Regions from separate parts of the Gossypium hirsutum genome. Here regions 2, 3 and 4 are each linked to region 1. Evidence: chromatin contacts called from public Hi-C data. All regions are on one chromosome and are shown on one strand. The core of a region is the stretch at or near the end of the contact, and the rest is flanking DNA. Distances in the headings are between cores, read along the strand shown.

Evidence for each region. Hi-C and Micro-C count contacts between places; a contact is called where the count stands out from the background.
Region 2: a contact with region 1 is called in a Hi-C map of leaf, with 2.9 times the contacts expected there. The contact joins the enhancer-like site here to the promoter of LOC107913656 in region 1. A contact is called at or near these places in 16 of 34 Hi-C or Micro-C datasets (anther, callus, fibers and 4 more).
Region 3: a contact with region 1 is called in a Hi-C map of leaf, with 2.8 times the contacts expected there. The contact joins the promoter of LOC107913651 here to the promoter of LOC107913656 in region 1. A contact is called at or near these places in 4 of 34 Hi-C or Micro-C datasets (anther, hypocotyl and leaf).
Region 4: a contact with region 1 is called in a Hi-C map of leaf, with 2.7 times the contacts expected there. The contact joins the promoter of LOC107916034 here to the promoter of LOC107913656 in region 1. A contact is called at or near these places in 17 of 34 Hi-C or Micro-C datasets (anther, callus, hypocotyl and 3 more).

Annotation. Positions count from the first base shown.
Region 1 is chrD10:48,699,595-48,702,874 of Gossypium_hirsutum_v2.1, reverse strand. LOC107913656 (ISWI chromatin-remodeling complex ATPase CHR11) reads right to left here and starts at 1,939. Exons shown (of 25, transcript XM_041102433.1): 1 at 1,654-1,939; 2 at 1,309-1,440; 3 at 1,124-1,230; 4 at 802-908; 5 at 617-714; 6 at 310-489; 7 at 19-240. The coding sequence starts at 1,845.
Region 2 is chrD10:48,534,817-48,538,293 of Gossypium_hirsutum_v2.1, reverse strand. LOC107913653 (a long non-coding RNA gene) reads right to left here. Exons shown (of 3, transcript XR_001688596.2): 2 at 2,525-3,261; 3 at 1,992-2,350. Among protein-coding and RNA genes, the nearest start is that of LOC107913653, 4.0 kb to the right of the region's middle. Within about 2 kb of position 2,118, at least 1 of the 9 cell types and tissues checked has an H3K27ac peak or open chromatin away from gene starts, as enhancers often do.
Region 3 is chrD10:48,465,681-48,468,873 of Gossypium_hirsutum_v2.1, reverse strand. LOC107913651 (divinyl chlorophyllide a 8-vinyl-reductase, chloroplastic) reads right to left here and starts at 1,548. Exons shown (of 1, transcript XM_016842302.2): 1 at 1-1,548. The coding sequence starts at 1,363. The coding sequence ends at 128. LOC107913648 reads left to right here and starts at 1,809. Exons shown (of 4, transcript XM_016842298.2): 1 at 1,809-2,036; 2 at 2,130-2,267; 3 at 2,484-2,732; 4 at 2,958-3,193. The coding sequence starts at 1,965.
Region 4 is chrD10:48,905,887-48,908,992 of Gossypium_hirsutum_v2.1, reverse strand. LOC107916034 (acyl-CoA-binding domain-containing protein 6) reads right to left here and starts at 1,762. Exons shown (of 16, transcript XM_041102437.1): 1 at 1,687-1,762; 2 at 1,211-1,300; 3 at 917-998; 4 at 533-676; 5 at 217-399. The coding sequence starts at 1,248. It overlaps LOC107915907 (monothiol glutaredoxin-S2), which reads right to left. Exons shown (of 1, transcript XM_016845095.2): 1 at 2,749-3,106. The coding sequence ends at 2,977.

The DNA of each region.
Region 1 (3,280 bases), core at 690-3,189:
GAACATTTGGATGCATACCTGAAGTGGAGTACCCGTAATAAGAAGACGGTAATTAGTATTGTAGAGTCTCATTGTTTTTGAAAGGAGTGAATTCTCATTCTTGATTCGATGGGCTTCATCAATAATTATATAGCGCCAACTAAAACGACGCAAGGTAGACTTCTCCTTGATGGCCATTTCAAAACTTGTGACACAGACATCAAACTTCCCAGCAACCAGTAACTCCTCACGGATGCATCTCTGTAGAAATTAAAAGGCATCAATAATCATGTATAGAGTAAACAGAAAAGCATGCATCAAGCAACTTACTCGTTCCTCAGGATTCCCAAGAAACTTTACAGCTCGCAAGACTGGGCAAAACCGACGAATTTCATTCATCCAGTTACCAAGAGTTGATTTTGGAGCAACAACCATATGAGGGCCAGTAATCCCGCGGTATTCATGCAGATAGCCCATTAAGGAGATGGTTTGCAAAGTTTTTCCCAATCCCTGCATTCAAACATTTAGTGAACAAACATCAGCCAGTGACATCTCTGCTTGTTCTGACCGTAGAATTGAGACTTGACAAAGAACTTAAACAGTAAACAATCTCTAAAGTCACAGCTACACCACATACCATTTCATCTGCTAGAATTCCATTGATACCATTCTCATACAGTCGTATAAGCCAATTTAAACCAGCAAGTTGGTAGTCCCTCATCTTTCCCTGAATACCTAGAGATACAGAGATGGAGAAATGAAAAACGTTGAACTGATTTCTCCAACTGATAGGTCTAGGTGAGCAAGAGAGAAAGAACTTACAAGAAGGCTGAGTCACCAACCGTGTATTTCCAGACAAACCATCTTCTTCCTCCTTCAAACACTCTTCATCTTCTTCCTCTTCAGTTACTTTTGAAGCATGACGGCCCCTATATTAAACAATTGGAGGAAACCATTACTAGAGAATGTCTAAGTCAAAACAATTTTAATATAAAGTAGTTCCCAAAAAAAAAAAAAACAATGAAAATCATAGTAGCCAAATGATAAAAAAAAATGCATTGTTTACAACCAGCAATATCATAAAAACAACACAAAAAAAGATAAATTGCGGATTTCAACATATTTTGCAGTATATAGAGTGTACCTTCCTTTCACCTTTTTTTGTGATGAAGATTGGTCACCTTTAGCAAAATGAGCAAACAACTCTGTTTGCTGCAAAAGATACTTCAAACGCCCCTTCCCCCTATTATTCTGCCACAAATCAAGCATTAAAGAACCATCAATTATACTTAAAATAACTGAATGTGAACTTTTCTATAGAATACACACCATATCGGCATCAATGGCAGCATTCTGAGCGTCCAATATTTCCTGAACCTTCTGCTTCTTTAGCTTCTGCATTTCTTTTAACCTTTCCTTTTCACGCTTACTAACTTCTGGATCATCACCGTTAGACTCGTCCTACAAAAAAAAAATCATTTAATTTAGATAGGAACATTAAAGTTGAAATTAAGCTTCCCTAGGAGCATAATTCATTCTAGAGTGTAAAAACTAAAAGCTTAAAAGTAAAGTTTTTCAATCATTAGCAAACCCTAACTATAAACAACAACCAAAAGGAAAAATTTTTGAAAGCAAGATAAAGAAGTTGATAAGAGGGGGCAAATAGTAAAAGACCTCATCGGCGATTTCTTCAGGGACGGGTTCATCGTCTTCGTCGGAAGCGGCGTCGGAGCGTGCAACGGCTTCGAGCTCTTCGTCGTCGTCGTCGTCTTCCTCCATCCGGTCGTTGATTCGCTCATCTTCAGAAGAATCGGAGCCATTGGATAGGGGTTCATCAGACGACGCCGGCTTCGACGATTTCGCCATCACTTTGACAGATCGAGGGTTTCTTCTTTCTCTTTGTCTTCTATTTTTCGTTCAGTGAAAGGAAAGAGAAAGAGTAAGGAAAAGGCCGAGTATTTATTTGTAAGGGAAGTTATGGGGCGCAAAATAAAATTGAGAGTGAAATAAAGTTGGTAAAATTGTGGCCGTTGGATTTGGAGATGGGGAGATTGAATGCTTTGAAGTGGATTGAGTGTCAATTGAGGAATTTCCCGCCAATTAGAGAAACCACGGTTTCCCGCCTACTTAACCCGCTGGCTGCCTACCTCAGGCCTTAGCGTCCTCGTTCTCGGAGCTGGCAAAGTTCCAACCCTTCAATTCACCGATTTGAGTTGCCATGTTAAACTTTGTTCAAAATCGATTTTTTAAAAATTCAATTTAATTTGGATTGAGTTTTAAAAGTTCAATCGACTTATTTGAATTTAAATTTTAATAATAGTTTTCTTTTAATAGTTTTTAATAATATTTAAAATTCTAAGTTGCAATTCATTTCAATTCATGAACATTTTTACATGAACACCATGGTTGAAGATTACAAAAACACTATTGTTTCTTTAAAGGAGAACATAGTATGTTGATACAAGGCCCAATAAAGGAGGACATAGTGGTGGATCAGTGAAGGTCGGTTCACCTAGAAAGGAGAAGAGTCAGAAAGAAAAAAAGAGGATAGATTAACTAAGGTGAAAAAGGAGAGATTTGCTTAAAGTAACTTAAGGGTTTCAAAAGGTCAATTCTTTCTTCATCGTTGTAAGGGTATTTATAGGTAAGGTACTCATGTCCACAAATGTGACATGGCAAGATAAATACTCAGTCCCACAAAATGCTTAAAGGATATTTATGGGCGTGAAGGGTATGCACCGTGGGGCCCATCCTATTATGTACTTGATTAATACAAAGAAGTTATGCCTAAACAAGCTCCTTATTGAATTGAGAGTGTGCTCACACCTAAAAGCAGGTGGTTTTGATGATGAAAAGGTGTTACAACTCCCCAAGTTTAGATGGGTGGCCAACTAAGATACTATCTCAAATGGAGTCAAAAAGAAAGTCAACGTTTTTTGCCATGCTGACACGTGTCTATGTAGCAAAGGGGTATAACAATAGTCCTTCAATCGAACAAGAGGTTATACAATGGCCTTTCGTGAGACATTCATCCATGTAACTATTTAAAGAAGATGAAAAATGCTTCCCCTTACCGGTGGAAAGCGAAGAGTTATTGCATCCATTCTAGAAGTTTCATCATAAATTTGACTATGTTTAGGGAGAAGTGACCATGATGAAAGATGTTTGACACGGTACATGGCTAGATGCCATTGGCCATAGCCTTTGAGCCCAAAACGGTGCCTTTATGAAATCTTGTTGGGAAGATCTATAAATTTGGGTTCCAATCATCTATGAAGTCATTTATGTTTTCTTTAATTCT
Region 2 (3,477 bases), core at 869-3,368, 160 kb after region 1:
TCTATTACTCCAGAAAGAATACAAAGAATGAGATGAATACAAATGAGGGGGAAGACCTCTATTTATATTTGAGCTCCCCAAAAACCAATGGTACAGATTCGGTTACATTGACGATCGATATTAGAGCCTACCTACAATTGTGATTCTTAAGAGGTTTACGTAATCCTTTAATATTACAAAATTAAATCTTCTAAGATATCACATATTCTAAGATAAGTTTCCATATTTGCCATGGCAACCCTAATTTTCCTTAAGCTTCACTGGGCTACTAAGGCTTCAAGTAGATGGGTTTCTCTACATGTTTCACGAATCAAGTCAGTTCAAGTAGGTCAAATGAGCCCCATTTAGTCAATTGACCTCCATGGGATGCTCTTTGCGCATTTGGCACGGATTTTGATTTGCGGCCCGTGACACATGCATGTCGATGTTTTGTTTTTAATATTTTAATAACAAAATTAATATAAATGATATTTTATAATTTGTATGATATTTTAAAAACTAATATTGTTAAATTTTAATACTGTATAATATTATTTTATATGTAATAGTAGTACAATATTATTTTTAATACTGAATAATATTATTAACTAAAATCTTTATGTTAATATTTTAAAAAAAAATTAAAAAACACTTCTTCCATTATGTCCAAGTTTTACAAAGAAGGTTAAATTATACTCCAAATTTCAGCACTTTTTGTATATTTAAAATTTAACCTATTACTTTTATTTTAAGGAATTCATGCACTTTTCATATTTGAAAATATAAGTTCAATTCTTAAGAACATCATTCTTTTTGTCACACGGTTAGCATATAAGTTTCTTTTAACTTTAAAATATTACATTAACAAATTTAATGGAAAAAAATTAATAATTGAAAATAAATTTTGAAAACCAAAAGATAAAAATATAAAGTTCTTAAAATAAAAATAAAAAAATAAAAATTTAAATCTACGAAAAATATAGAAATTTGGAGTATAGTTTAACCAAAAGAAAAATCTCTGTTTTTAAAAAAAAAAGAAAATTCTAAAACATTTTTTATATAAAGAATTGGAAATCAAGTCGACCTTAAAAGCAAAACAATCAAGAAAGAAGGAAAGAGAAGCTAAAGCTTCAACTAGAAACTGATGAGACTCCATTTCATTCACCATTATTGATTTAAAAACCTGCCAATAAGAAAATTCACTTTGGTTGAAGCTTAACTCAAACAGCATTGGCTCTTCACATTTAATAAATATGTTTTCGTTTTTTATTTATGCTTTTTTTATATATTTTTTAAAAATCATTTTTATTAATTTTATCTAAATGTGGCACGTTTGGTTCGCTGTGATGGAATAGAGCTGTAATCAGTCATTCAATTGTTTGGTTGAATAGAATGGAATAAAACTGTAATGGTATTCTTGTATTTGGTTGAATGGAATGATGTTGTAATAGTATAGAAAAAAAAGCTAAAATGACGAGAGTACCCTTAATAGATTTTTTTAAGTACATAATTATTGTTATTAAATTTTACTAAGATTATTATTAAAATAATAAATAATTTAATCATGTTTTAATATAATTATTACTAAATATAATTAAATAAAAATAAAAATATATAATTTAATAACATTCTTAATATATTTTTTATTAAAATATAAAATAATAAAAATCATAACATAATGTCATGGGATCGTAGTTGTCAAAATTACAAATATTGATCCAACAACAATAATTATTCTCATTTTTATATATATGAAAAATATCAAACATTTATACATCAAACAAACTCATGTTTTAACTTCTCTATGAGACTACCCTAGCCAACCAAAAGTTTGTAGACCAAATCAAAAGCCATGCAAAATGGATTCCACCATAAAATGTTGGACACATGGGAGATATAAATTCCATTGGCTGTCATCACCAAAGTTAGATCAACTAATGTATAAATGAACACTAACAAAGCATAATAAACGGTAGTACAATTGATGCAGGCACATAAGGAGTAGGAGCATATGAGAGAATTGCTTTTTAAAGTCTCAGCAGTAGATAAATATTTGAATTATTGAACAACAATGGATTAATCTACACAAACATCCATGGAAAGTAATGACAAAAAGGGGTAAGTAGGAATTTTTCCACATATTCCCCGGTTCTGTTGTGTTCGAATTTTCTTGGAGCTGAACATCATGTACAATACAAGATAATTTTCATAGCGAGTATGCAGGGCGTAATATGTGCCTAAAGATCTATTTTTCCGGTGATTTCCTCATCCTCCGAGGCAGCATATTCATCTTCACTCAGTTTTTCGTCACTTGACTTCACTTCTTCTGCTCCTACAATATCTTCAGGCTTGACATATTTCTCACTGTATTCTGGTACACGAAAAGAGTCATAACTTATAAGCATTCTAGGAATAAGAAAAAAAAGGCATCCTTAGAATGCCATTGCAAAAAGAAGACATGAAATGTATGCTTCAGATCAATTAGAACCAGATTTTGAAAGTCCATCTCCAATTATGCAGCCATTTCTTCATAACCAAAACAAACCTGCCCATTTCCATGTTCAAACTCCAACTTCAAACAATAATAGTCTCTTGATAGAAGATAAACCTGCAGGCTTTGAGCAAGTTATAATTAAGATAATAAAATGTCCACATAATTCCAACCAGAAAACTTTTGGAACAAATAGCATTGATCAATAAGTCACTGATGAATAATTACAACAAAGATGAAGAATACCTTTCCTTCTTATTGAGGAAAACTACAATAGTGGATGCTTTCCTTACAACAAAGATGAAGAATACCTTTCCTTCTTATTGAGGAAAACTACAATAGTGAATGCTTTCCTCTACTCCATCACAAACTTTCCGCATGTTAGAATAATTACAGCCTTTATGCTTGTCTATCGAACCAATAAAGACAACACCAAGTCCTAAACTACAGAATATAATGCTATTCGCTCTACCAGTTCAACAACCTTATCAGACGGTGGAGGCCTTGGGCCATATGGATCATAAACTTGAGGGTATTTGAACCTTTTAGACTTAGCATTGGGATCTCTAGGAACGAAATCATGCTGAAATGCCTGGACCTGCAAAGGCCCCATTATTTCACGAATGGAGGGGCGGGCACAAACTGCTTTCAGAAGTCTGACCAAGTTCATTATTCTGCACCAGATAACACAATGACGTGTGGACAATATGGAGAATTTATCTGCTTCAACTAAGTAAAGAAAAGGCGTCTTCCGTTTTAAATACTTTCAACGCTACCTGATAAGAGCGCACCTGCAGGGAACGGAAAACTATTACTATTTTACAGAGGAAAGACACTTCTGACAGCTAATAAAAAGGCAATTAATATCTGGCTATCAACACAAAAGATACAGCCTGTCAAACCAAATAATCGATTGTGAACATTCACAAGTTATTAAAATGCATTACATCATAACCATATTTATATATTTTTCATGGTTGTATTTAGCTGATGCAATTACTGACTAC
Region 3 (3,193 bases), core at 299-2,798, 230 kb after region 1:
GTAAAATCTTTACAAATACAATGTGGGATTCACTAGTTTTAGATCTTTTTTAAGGTTAGGGAAAGCTGCTTATACCTCAAATCATGTTCTAATACAAAACTGGTTCACTCAATGAAGCAATCAGCTTTCAAAAGATGGATTGTTCACCTAATTCCTGACCAGCCATCCCTTCCCTCAGCACTCTCGCGAAGAACTCTTCCAACGTATCGGTTCCATAGCTCGGTGTTTTCTCGGCACTGTATTCTCCTGTTTCGGGATCCAAAATCAACATACTTTCGGCAGCGTAATATCTTCCGATTTTACCAAACTCAGCGGCATCTTCCATTGAAGGGAAGATCTTAACAAGGAAGTCGAGAATCCCAATGGCAAAGTCCATGATCCCAATAGGCACTTTCAAGAACTTTGGTTCCTTCCCTACAAGCTTAAACAACATCTCCCCTTGCTCCAATGGTGTCCATGCCTTCCCAGGACCGCCTATCGGCAAAATCTGATTAATCTTATCCTCTTTCAAAACACAATCTGCAATGAAGGAAGCCAAATCTTGTTCACTAATTGGCTTACAAGCACATAATTTGCCATCACCAAACATCACATAAGGCTTTCCATCTTTCACTAAGTCAACTTGACCCCCTAAACTCTTAAAGAATGCAGTTGGCCTAACAATACTGTAAGTAAACCCGTCATCTCCTTCGGCTTCTTTCATCAATTCGGCCTCAAATTTCAGCTTAGCTCGCTGGAATTCGAGGAGGGGTTTTTGGACACAAATGGCAGATAGCAACACAAAATGTGAAGCCCCGAAGTTCTTACCAGCAACAAGGCTGTTCTTTGTAGCTTCATAATCAATTTTCCATGAATCCTTAACACCACCAGTACGGCTAGCAAGACAAGAGACAACAACATCAATGGGAAACCCTAAATTTTTCACAGATTTCTCAAAAATGTCTAAATTGGTGACATCAGAGAAACATACATTAGCTCCATTTAAATCACTCAAAGTATCTTCCTTGCTGTTTTTGCCTCTAATCCCACTTCTTTCCCTAGCAATGGCTATAACATTAAACCCTCTATTGATCAACTCTTTCACCACAAATTTCCCAATATAACCGGTAGAACCCACCACCAAAACATTGATGTCTTTTGGGTTCTTGTTTCTAAATGAAGCTGATACAGCTGTTTGAACAGGCTTTGTTGCTAAAGCTTTAACAAGTTTAAACCTTTCTACATTAAAGGGTATTGATTTTGAAGTAAAAGGAGCTGGTTTTACCTGGATTTGATTGATGAACTGAGAACTGAAACGTGTTTTGTGAGTTTGGGACTTTGGTGAGTGAACAGTGAAGGCATTGAAAGATAAACAAAGTGACATTTTTTTTCACCTAAGAAGAGAAATCTGGGGAAACTGGTCTTTGTCACTCGAAATTAAAGAGAGAAAGGGAAAGAAAATGTGGGAACATTTGAGGTGAATGATGAACGAGATTGGGGGTTTTCATGGTCAGTAAAGTTCCTCCAGCCAAAAGAAAAATCTAATGAAGATTGGTGGTGGATAACATTGGTGATAGCCCCAGCTGAAAAAGAATTATATAGAATTGCTCATTTTCTCCATAGATAGTGATAAATATTAATTTCATCCCCTGAACTTTTCAAACTTTCTTTCTTAGTCCCTGGGTCCAATGGGCTGTCTGTGGCCAAGAACTGAAAAGGCCTTTTTATATATGCATATGTAGTGTTATAAATATTAGGCCCAAAAAGACCATTAGCCCAGGGACAAATCTTGTAGTTGAAAGCTGAAACGACGCTGTTTCATTCATATTGTTGATTACAAGAATCAATAATAGGTAAGACTGTCTGATTCTTAACTTCAATATTCACTTGAAGAAGAACACAAATTCCCATACGAAAAATAAAATTATATTATCAATCATTAATTTTTATCTTTCAGTTTTAGCCGATAAAAAAAAAACAAAACCATGAATGAATCTGATTATACATACAGTTCAATCCCAAACGATGTAGCTCTCAAAATTGCTTCTTCCCTTGAGGTAATTTGCTTCCTCTTCATTTCCATCCTTTCTTTTCTTCTTTCTGGGTATCGGTGGAATCTAAACATGGTTTCCGGGTCGTCTGGTTTTTAGGTGACTGATCTTTCCTGCTTGAGTTGTTGTTCTCGGGTCTGGAGGGATTTATGGGGCTCCGATTGTTTATGGGAACCCTTATTTAAACAAAGATGGCCTCTTTTATATGAAGATGTCTTGAAAGACCCCGACTTCAAGGTTTTTTCTTTTTTAAGTTTTATTTATGGTAATTTAGCTTTGGAATTGTTGGTTTTGGCTTAATTGCAATGGGTGTTTCGAGTTCTTTTCCAGTTTATCATTCAAGTTGAAACTATTAGTGTTGAAGTAAATACATGTAATTAAATATGTTAGGCAAATTCAATTGTTTGTATTGATATGAAAATTGTTGAGAAAAAAAATTAAAAATGATGGTAGGGTTGGAGGGGATTTTACATAAAGCAGCACAAGGAGATGAAGGATCAAGCTGATTCGGTTGTTAAATTTGTAGAAAAATGTTTGCAATCCGAATCAATCCAGGTCAATGACTATCTGAAAGCGATTGAATGCCTGAAATTGATGGGGTTCGGGTTTAAAGATGTTCAAATGTTGCTGCTCAAACCAAAGCTGAATGTTTTGCTTAACCTGGTTGGACTTCATTACTGCCTTAACATCCTTAAAGTGCCGGTAACTTTTCATGTTTTATGTATTTTTCATGCATTTTTTTCTTGTATGCTTGTTTTGTTTACATTGTGGAATTAGTGTTCTTAGATGGTCACAAGCGCGGCTGAAAGCTAAACCAGTGTGGCTGCTTTTAGATAATGGTTTCTCTATAGATTTTGAATCTGTATTTCTAGATATGTTAATGCTACACATGTTAGAACTAAAAAAATTATGAATGATACCGAGCAGGCTTCGGATGTCATGGAAGCGCTCAATAGTAGCAACATTAAAAACCGCCAAATTTGTATCAAATGGTGGAAGCTCGGCAGATGGTTCTATGGATTCCGTATGCGGGATGAATTCCATTTCCGATGTCTCTCTCTAGAAGATCTTGCATCGTCGAAAGACGATGAAGACGTCCTGGGGGTGCTTCAACGAGGAGCCATTCATGAGGTTTTACAAGTTCAGATATCCATTGTTAGTTC
Region 4 (3,106 bases), core at 513-3,012, 210 kb before region 1:
ATAAAGTAGCACAAACAACTTAACCAAATCATTAAATTACAAGAATAAGATTGAAATCAAGTCTAAATAGTAGACACGGAGGTGGCAATACACAGCGTCACTTAATATCATAGCTAACAAGCATAAATGAACAACAGTTTGGCTAGTTTATATAGTATGCAAAGCAACGAGAATGCAACATAATGGAAAAGCTTAATGCATAGCATATGATTGTACCAGACTATGGCCCTTGCATGAAGGAATCTTAAGTGGAAGATTGCTTGGCGACAAGTAAAGCTTCGATGATGCCATGGTCCAAGAAAAAGTGTCGAAATTAAGAACCTGCACATCATCTAACAATCCGTTTGCAGATTCACCACCAACCACTATCATCTTGTTCCCGACAACAGTGGCAGCATGCTACTCAAGGAACACGGAAATATTTCAGCATTTCCGTCATAACCGATATACAAAATTTGAATTAAGTCATTAACCCTAAGATATGAAGCAATCAGACAATTGGAAAACATCGATAGACATATATATATATTACATTAAAGCGTGGCTCAGGCGTTTCTCCAGCAACTGACAATACCATCCAATTCTCGGAGTTCCCTGATGAATTAATCACAGGGGCAGGAGGACAGTGGGATTCAAGTTCATCAGAATGATTAACAGCAAGCATAGCAGACTCAACCTGAAACACATTAGAAGGCTTTAGCAACTTATACACGCTATGTTCCTTGGACTCTTCATTTTCTTTAAGTACTCATATTGGAGGCATGGGGAGATGAACTCCAAATATATGAAAAAACATAGAAAAATCTAACCATACGATAACGTATGATAGCCATATCCAACACACCGAGACCGAGTAATATATTATACACATGCCTACTGTTACAAAACCGAAATTCAAACATGTCAAAAGCCTCACATTTGGATTGTTGCTTTGTTTGGGCGGTCTCATAGGACTTTTAATTCCATTGGCGGACTCTGAAAGCTGTACTTTCTTCACTCTAAATCAAAACAAAAAATATACTAAAAATAAGTGAACAATGTTCAGCAACAAAAGGTCTTCTTCATGAAAACAAAAGATGTGGGATTTGGGGAAATATTTAATCAAGTTTGCATACTTTATCCACCAAGTTTCTTCATTGACAAAAAGGTAAAAAGAACATAAATTTAAATAAAAAATAGAAAATGATATATATGGGAAGAAGAAACTGACCTGCCAAGCTTCATGCGTCTACGAGAAAAGCTAAACATTTTCACCAAAGCAAAGCAAAACTCTTTCAATCAAAAACCAGGAAATAAAGCCCTAAAATTTCCACAAAAAATGAAGCTACATTATCATCAAGACTAAAACAACAAAAAAGCCTAACACTTCATTTATCAAAGTTCTGTTTTTTATTTTTATTTTTCTAAAAAAAACAAAGTACAATCGGGTCATATGTTAAACCTGAGACAAAAAGGTTTGACCTTTAAACTTGGACTTGAGCTGTTTGAGAATAAAAAAAAAGGAAAATGAAATAAAATTAATGGGCCATTGAGGAAATGAAGGTAGATGAGGAAGAAAGTAGTTGAAGCATTAGCTTGAGAGTGTGAAAGACCACTAAGAAGGTGCAATTATGCAAATGGGGTTTCATTGAAGAAGTGAACTGTACTTCTGCAAATAGTGATGATAGAGAGAGAGAGACAAAGTACCGGGTCGTCTTGTCCTGTTGTGTTTTGTTTGATTTATGAGATCCTTTGCCAAGATTTGCTTTGGAAGGTCCCTCTAACAACCTATAGATAATAGTGGTAGCTAGCTACTTAGCTTAATACCATGAAAATTAAAACTATGTACTAAAAACTTAAATTACAATTAAAATGGAAACAAAGAAGTTACTTTCATTCCAACTACCCACTTTCTTTTCCAGTTTTTACTATTTCCATGAGGGTGACTGAGGACGAGTGAGAAATAACATGGGAAATTTGAATAAGTTTCTGTGTCAAAAAAGATGGCAAAAATAAAGAGACCATGTTAAAAAAATACGTGTAGTTTTGTTGTTTAGTGTAAAGCTTTGGATGGTCGAGCCTCGAGGCATTTAATGGCGAGCGGCAGTGGGCTCCATTAAAAAGGATCCATCTCTCTCGGGAATTGCGTGCGGCTGCCATCACTGCCTCTGCCTGCTACAACTTTTCATCACACTGTACCTTTTTCTCTCTATACATTATCAATCCTGGCCCATTTACTCCAGAAATTTTGCAACCCAAATCCATTTATCTTTTTCGAAATGCCCATTTATATACTTCCAAGTATTATTTTCACAAGTTTTCGCTACAAATATTAATGCTCTTGATGTTGATATATTTTATAGTTGTGAACTTGAGATTTTTTCAAGTCTACTTATATAATAAATTATTAATCCAAACTTTAAATTTATTTATTATATTTTAATTTAAAAAATATATTTATATTATTTTTAATTTAGTATTTAATATTTTTTTATTTTTTATTTATAAAATTTTATATATAGACATCTTAACATTTTTTAAATGTTTATATTAAAGTAGTATATAAAGCTATAGATTTAATTTTTTATATATTATAAATTACCTAATATATAAAAAGAACATAATATAATATATTGCAAAGTTAGAAAAATGAGTTGGGCCAGGCTCGATCTTTGAATATTTTGATATTTTAAATTAATTTAAACTTTTTTTTAAGTCTCAAATTTCAAAGGATTATTTACCGTTTGTTAGAAAGACAAAAGACTAATGTAAATGTAAATCGCAACTTTTATTACTCAAAAAAACATAATTAGTACATTACCAAATAGATAACATACCCACTCACTAAGAGAAGTCGTTAATTAGTAGTGCTTACTGTTAATTAGACCTGAAATCTACACTCTCATGGATCTAATTTATGTGATTATATATAATAATATATAATAATCACAATTTTATTAGTGCCTTGGCATGCAAGTTAGTGGATTAATTTTTGGATTAAACCCAAAGTGCCCCAACTCTTCTAAGCATTGGAATTAAGGATCGATTAAGATGAAGACTCATGACCTCATTAGCTCCACCAACGAATTCACCACCAATGAAGACGGCTGGGACAGAAGGGTTGCAA